Linked DNA regions of Mus musculus: region 1 is linked to region 2. A link is a contact called in public promoter capture Hi-C data. All regions are on one chromosome and are shown on one strand. Each heading gives the region's core, a stretch centred on a gene start, on an enhancer-like site or on the middle of the called end of the contact. The rest is flanking DNA. Distances are from core to core; before and after follow the strand shown.

What was found. Capture Hi-C pulls out chosen DNA fragments and counts their contacts.
Region 1: a promoter capture Hi-C map of liver shows a contact between it and region 2. The contact joins the promoter of Adcy10 here to the promoter of Sft2d2 in region 2. A contact is called at or near these places in 1 of 39 promoter capture datasets (liver), 1 of 115 datasets of contacts at active chromatin or transcription factors (double positive thymocytes) and 2 of 9 other capture datasets (adipose tissue and liver).

The regions. Positions count from the first base shown.
Region 1 is chr1:165,483,825-165,486,576 of GRCm38.p6, forward strand. Adcy10 (adenylate cyclase 10) reads left to right here and starts at 1,359. Exons shown (of 34, transcript NM_173029.3): 1 at 1,359-1,511.
Region 2 is chr1:165,192,805-165,195,754 of GRCm38.p6, forward strand. It overlaps Sft2d2 (SFT2 domain containing 2), which reads right to left and starts at 1,629. Exons shown (of 8, transcript NM_145512.4): 1 at 1,436-1,629. The coding sequence starts at 1,498.

The sequences.
Region 1 (2,752 bases), core at 109-2,608, 290 kb after region 2:
TATTCACATATATTTTCAGTTTTTTGTTTAAGTTTTAAATATATGCCCTGTCTTAGGGTTTCTGTTGCTGCCATGAAACACCAAAAGCAGAGTTGGGGAAGAAAGGGTTTGACCTCGCACTTCGATATTCCACATCATAGTCTATCATTGAAGTTGGGACTCAAACAGGGCAGGAGCCTGGAGGCAGGAGCTGATGCAGGGCCATGGGGCTGCATTCTCTCCTGCTCAACCTTCTTTCCTATAGCACTCAGGACCACCTGTCGAAGGGTGGGCCCACCACAGCAGCTGAGTCCACCCACATCAATCTCTAAGAAAAGGCCTCACAAGCTCACCTACACCCCAGCCAAATAGAGGCCTTCTCTCAGCTGAGGCTCCCACCTCTGATGACTCTACCTTGTGTCAAGTTGGCATAAAACTAGCCAGGACAGCTCCTTTAAAACATACTTTGACAGTGTCCCACTGGATTGTGAAAACTTAAATTCTTACTCATAAGGCCTCAGATTTTAACTGACCTTTGCGTAAATTTATAAGTAGACACATTAAAACCAGACGTATATTCAAAAACAGATGTATAATTTGTCAAAATTTTACCTCACAAGTAGTAAATTCATTAAAACTGGTAAAATTCATGGCCCTGATAGTGTGGTCACTACAATAGTGCTCCTTTGTTTATCCACCAGCCCTGGCAGCACCTGGAAGATAGTACCAAACGCTGAGGTGCTGCTGGTTGTCTGTAGACATCTATGCCAGTTTTTTAATGAAGTATAGTAAGAAATTAATAACAACAGTAATAAGATAAGACAATTGTAGCAAAATGCTGACAAGTCTGCCATACAAGTCATTTATACAGAGTGACTACACTGGACAGGAGGATGATTCGTGTCCCAGAGAGGACAGTGAGAGACTTCATTATGCTGCTGAACACTGTAATTCCAAAAAGAAAGAGTATTGCTGTAATTTTCCATTCATGTTTTCAGACCAAAGTTGATCAGTGGTAACTTAGCTTGCGTAACAAAACCAAAGACATGGCGAAACTACTGTATTGACTAAACTTGGGTGCTTGCTTAAGAGACTTTTCTTTTGATAATAGTCACCTATCAACTGTGACCTAATTTCAGTCACCCTCCACATGGTCAAGGAAAGAGATGTGTAAACGATGGGGTTATTTCACTCTCTCCAACTGTCTCACATGTCCAGACATGAGAACCTGAGATTGAGCCAAGCCAGTCTTCCAAGAGCAGTAGACCACTCAGTGTTGGGGGAGGGGTACGGTGATGCCAGCCAATCAGAAGCACAGCCAGTGCGCGTGAAACAATGAACTTCTGATGAGGGTGTGGCCTGGAAAACGGCTTTTTGACAAAACTGTCATTTGATGGGTCAGGTATGGACAGACATGGCACTTCTGCTGTCTTCAGAATAATAACACCAGACCCCTTTCCTGTTCTCTGCATTCCTGAAAGATCTAGTCCCTAATCTAGGCTCGAGCTTCTCCACAGTCTTGGAGAACAGAGGTACGTGGGAAGTAGGAGTTTCAGTAGAAGAAATAGCAGAGCTAGAAGGAAAACGACCATCTAGTGTCACAGCTAATAGACTTGAGAGGAGAGTGGTTGGCAAGTTCAGGGTTTATTTCTGCCAGCCTTTTAGGTTAGATTAGAAGCTTAAATGTGACCCTGTCCTGTTTGTCTTGGATATCATATATTTCTAGCTTGTCCTGTTTGCTTTCATCAGTCAAATAGTAAGTGCCTATCATATGAAGGTGCTAGAAAGGTGCTGTGGAAGAAAGAAAGACTAATAATGTGATCTCTAAAGAGGGGGTTTACAGTTCAGAGGGAGACAGTGTAAACAGGCCAAGAAGAGACTGACAGAAAATAAGTCACAAAAGTGTATAGACACTAAAAACCATGAAGAATGCAGAAGAGGAGTTGACAGAGTGATCAAGCAAGCTTTGGTGATACCGTTCCTTTTCAACCCCCCAGCCCCAACCCCCATTGTCCTCTTCTTAAAGAAGACTACATTATTGATGAAAAACTGAGCATAAGTCAAAAACTAGTAGGAAACTCTACAAGAGATGATGATGGACATGGTTGTGATCGGTCCTAACATATCCATAATCTTCGCATCCTGTTACTGCTCAGTTTTCCCATGACATCAGAAGGTGTGCTTGGATTCAGCCAGGAAGGATGCTTGCTGTACCTTCACATCCTCACTTGTTCTTTTGTTTGGGGTGGGGGTGGGGAATCCTCATTCCTAGTTATATTCCCACAGGCTCACACATTCTGCTTGACTGTGAGAGAATTGGCAAGGTGCCATCCACATGCCCTCCAGATGAGAGGATTAAACACACCTTTTCTGTAGATTTGGACATCCCCAATGTGTCAGTCTTACATGAAATGCTTCATCTAAGGTGCCTGAGGGAGCCGGGCATGGTGGCATCCCACCATCTGAGAGGAAGGGTCAGGTAGACCTCTGTGAGTTCAAAGTCTACACAGTGAGTCCCAAAACAACCTGTGAAGTGCTTAAATTGTAACTAAGCCGTGGGTGTATCTGTGGAGAGTATCTCTGCCACTACCATTTATTATGTTGCAGAACTTACAGAAAATTCTTCTAAAATGGAATTTGTCTATTTTACTCTTAAGAAGACTCATAAGAAAAACTCCCAGCTATTTACTTTAGATATCCTTGCCTTTTAGACTCATGGACAAATCAGGTTTCCCATGGATTGGGATACTCCTGTTCACCCTAGCATTTGGGA
Region 2 (2,950 bases), core at 379-2,878:
ACAACAGCCTGTTCCTTCTACAGAGCTTATCTTTACATGACAGCGACGGTCAACTAAATCTTGGGGCTTTTTGTGGGGGGGAGGGAGCTTCTCATATGAAAGTTCACAAGAAGCCAGAAATTTTTTTTAAAAATGAAAAAATTAAAACATGAAAATCACTAATTTGAATTTTAACGATCATGCAGAGATTGGAAAGTTGCAGCTACTGAGCCTAATTGCAACTGCCCTTGGGTTATCTTTAGTCCCCAGGAAGCAGTTCTTTCTTGCCCACCTGTGTCTGATGTAACAGTGACTAACCTCCCGGAAACTGCTAGGGAAAAACACCTTGGAATTTATTATCTTAACAAGGTTTTCGAATGCTATCAGGCAGCCTCTGGGAGCCACAGCTGAGATTCCTCCACACTGCCCTAACTGCCTGCTTACCGCTTCCACTAATGCTTCTGAAAAGTACCTTAATTTGTTAATTTGTTCTGTTACTCTAAGAACTTATCAAACTGTTATCATGTTGGAACACTGAGTTTGCAGAAACCTGAATCTGTCCTGGGGCCATGGTCACTCGTATTTGGCTTCAAAATAATTTATTCTCTTTGAGATGCAGTTGTGTTTTGTTTTGTTTTTTTGCAAAGACAAAACTCAGAACAAAATCAACCACAGAAGTGAGCGCAGAATGTTGGGGAAACCACAAGAAAGTCAAGTAAACACTAAAGAGGAACTCCAATTTCCAAGGAAAAGGGGCTATTGCATCTCGTTCAACACCCTTCTTTCTCAGAAGGGGAAACCGGGGCTAAGGATACATCAAGTAAAACGTAATTCTGTCTTCAATCAAGAAAGGAAATGTAAACAAACTTCCAAAGCACCCAAAATATGACATTCTGAGTGGCTCTGGAGCACAGGACTTTTGTGGTCAAGTTTCAGAGCCATCAAAGCCCTACTAACAAAACAAACACACTGGCAGTCTCCGAGCGTGGTGAGAATCTATAGTTTAGAAAGTAGCCCTGGAGATTCGGAGACCTGGTAAGTCCCTGTTATCAGGCGTTCACGGAGTTTTACAATTACAAAGCAGAACGCATAAGGTCTGGCTCTCACACCCCACAACCTAAACTAGTCCGCGATCCGGCGGTGGATCCTTCCACGAAGGCCGCCGGCCTCGCCCAACTCCAAAGGGCTCTCTCTCCCTGGCCGGTCCGGCTGGGATGGGGCTCGGGGCCCGGATTCCAGGAGGCCCCGGGATCCACACTCCCACTCCACAGATTTCTGAGGTCTTGCTTCAGAGCCTCAAGCCCTTCGGAGGGAAGGTTGGAGAGGGTTCGGGAGCCACGCCTTCCACAAAGCTCGCGCTGCCACCTGTGGCTGTGTCCCGGCAGAGCTCGGCGCGGCGGGCCGGAGGACAGCAGGGCAGCTGTCCAAGAAATGCCAACTCCCCCGGTGCACGCACCTCGGACAGACCGCTGCGGTCCTCGGTGTCCTGGCCGCTCAGAACTTTCTTCAGCTTGTCCATGTCAGGGTCCCGACCGCCGCCTTTGGCGTTCGCTCCGCCTACCACTCTTCGGGGTGCGCAGCCGCCGCCCCTCCGCCCGCTGCCAACCACGGCGCGCCCCGCCCAGGCACCTGCCCACCTGCCCGCCCGGCATGCCCCGCGCCAGCCACGCCCCCTGAACGAGCTCCTTGGGGTCACCCGGGGCGGGGCCGAGAGAGTCGGGGTGAAGTCGGCCAGGCGATACCTAACCCGGAAGCTGGCTGCGCGCCCGGGCTTCACGGATTCGTTCCAGCGCCCAGCACCACCATGTGCCAGGGCCTGGAACAACGCAGGCCTTTCGCAAACTTACCCATGGATGCTGAAGTTAATCCGCTGGTGGTTGTACACCGCAGATCTATAAAAATATATATTTCCCACGTTAAGTAGAACAAATCAGTGTGCAACAGGCTGGAGCAGTACAACCCTGTGTATTCTTAAAAGCAGCAATTCCTACGTCATCCCTAGGGGAAATGGCTCGGGAGATATGACTTGGGCAACACCTGAACAGATGGCAAGTGGTGAGAAGAATCAATATTTTCGTGTTTGGTAAATGCTTTACTTCAATCAGTCTGCAGCACTACTGAGGCTATGAAGCAGAATCCATATGAAGTCATGGGCTCTTCCAGACAGGACAGAAATTTGCTCACCTTGCACACTGGTGGCCAGAGATATCTGGAACACCTATGTTAAGATTAAACTAGTTCAGAAAAGGCACTGAGACCAAGGTGTAGCTCAGTGAGAGAATGCTTGCCTAGCATATGCAAGGCTTTGGGTTCAGTTTCCACCACTGTCCCTGCTTCCCAAAAAAGGGAAAGGAGACCACAGAGGAACTTCAGAAACACCCCCTAGGTCACTTTACCTCCCACATATTTTCATGTGAGGTCTCCAGCGTCCTTCTTCACTTGTATAAAAACATAAAAACATAAGACCAGCTGCTGCTGCCTCTGCAGGGACTCCTCTTACCTGCCACATTTTCCAGTGAGTCCTTACACCTCTCTGTAAGACGTCAAACATCAGAGCACAGTGCAAAGGCTGTGTCCTGAAAGATCCACTCTAGCTCTGTCATTTGCCACTTAGGAGGCCTTGAGCTAGAAGCTCCTTAGCCTTTCTGGTCCCCAGCTGATTTCCTCTGTAGAGTGAGCACAATGGCTTCCAAACGTGACTGTGGAAAGCAAGCATGACTGTATAGACAGGTCTGGAGCAGAGGGGAATTTAAATAGCATTTAGTAGAAGCTGTCCTTGTTCTCTCCTAGCCTGATGGCTTTTCCAGCCACCTGTGGTGAGGTGATAGAACTGGCCCCCACAGGCTCATGTGTAAACACTTGGCCCATAGGGAATGGTACTACTAGGAGGTGTGGTCTTGTTGGAGTAGTTGTGGCCTTGTTAGAGGAAGTGTGTCACTGTGGGGGAAGGTCTCCTATGCTTTGACGGCTC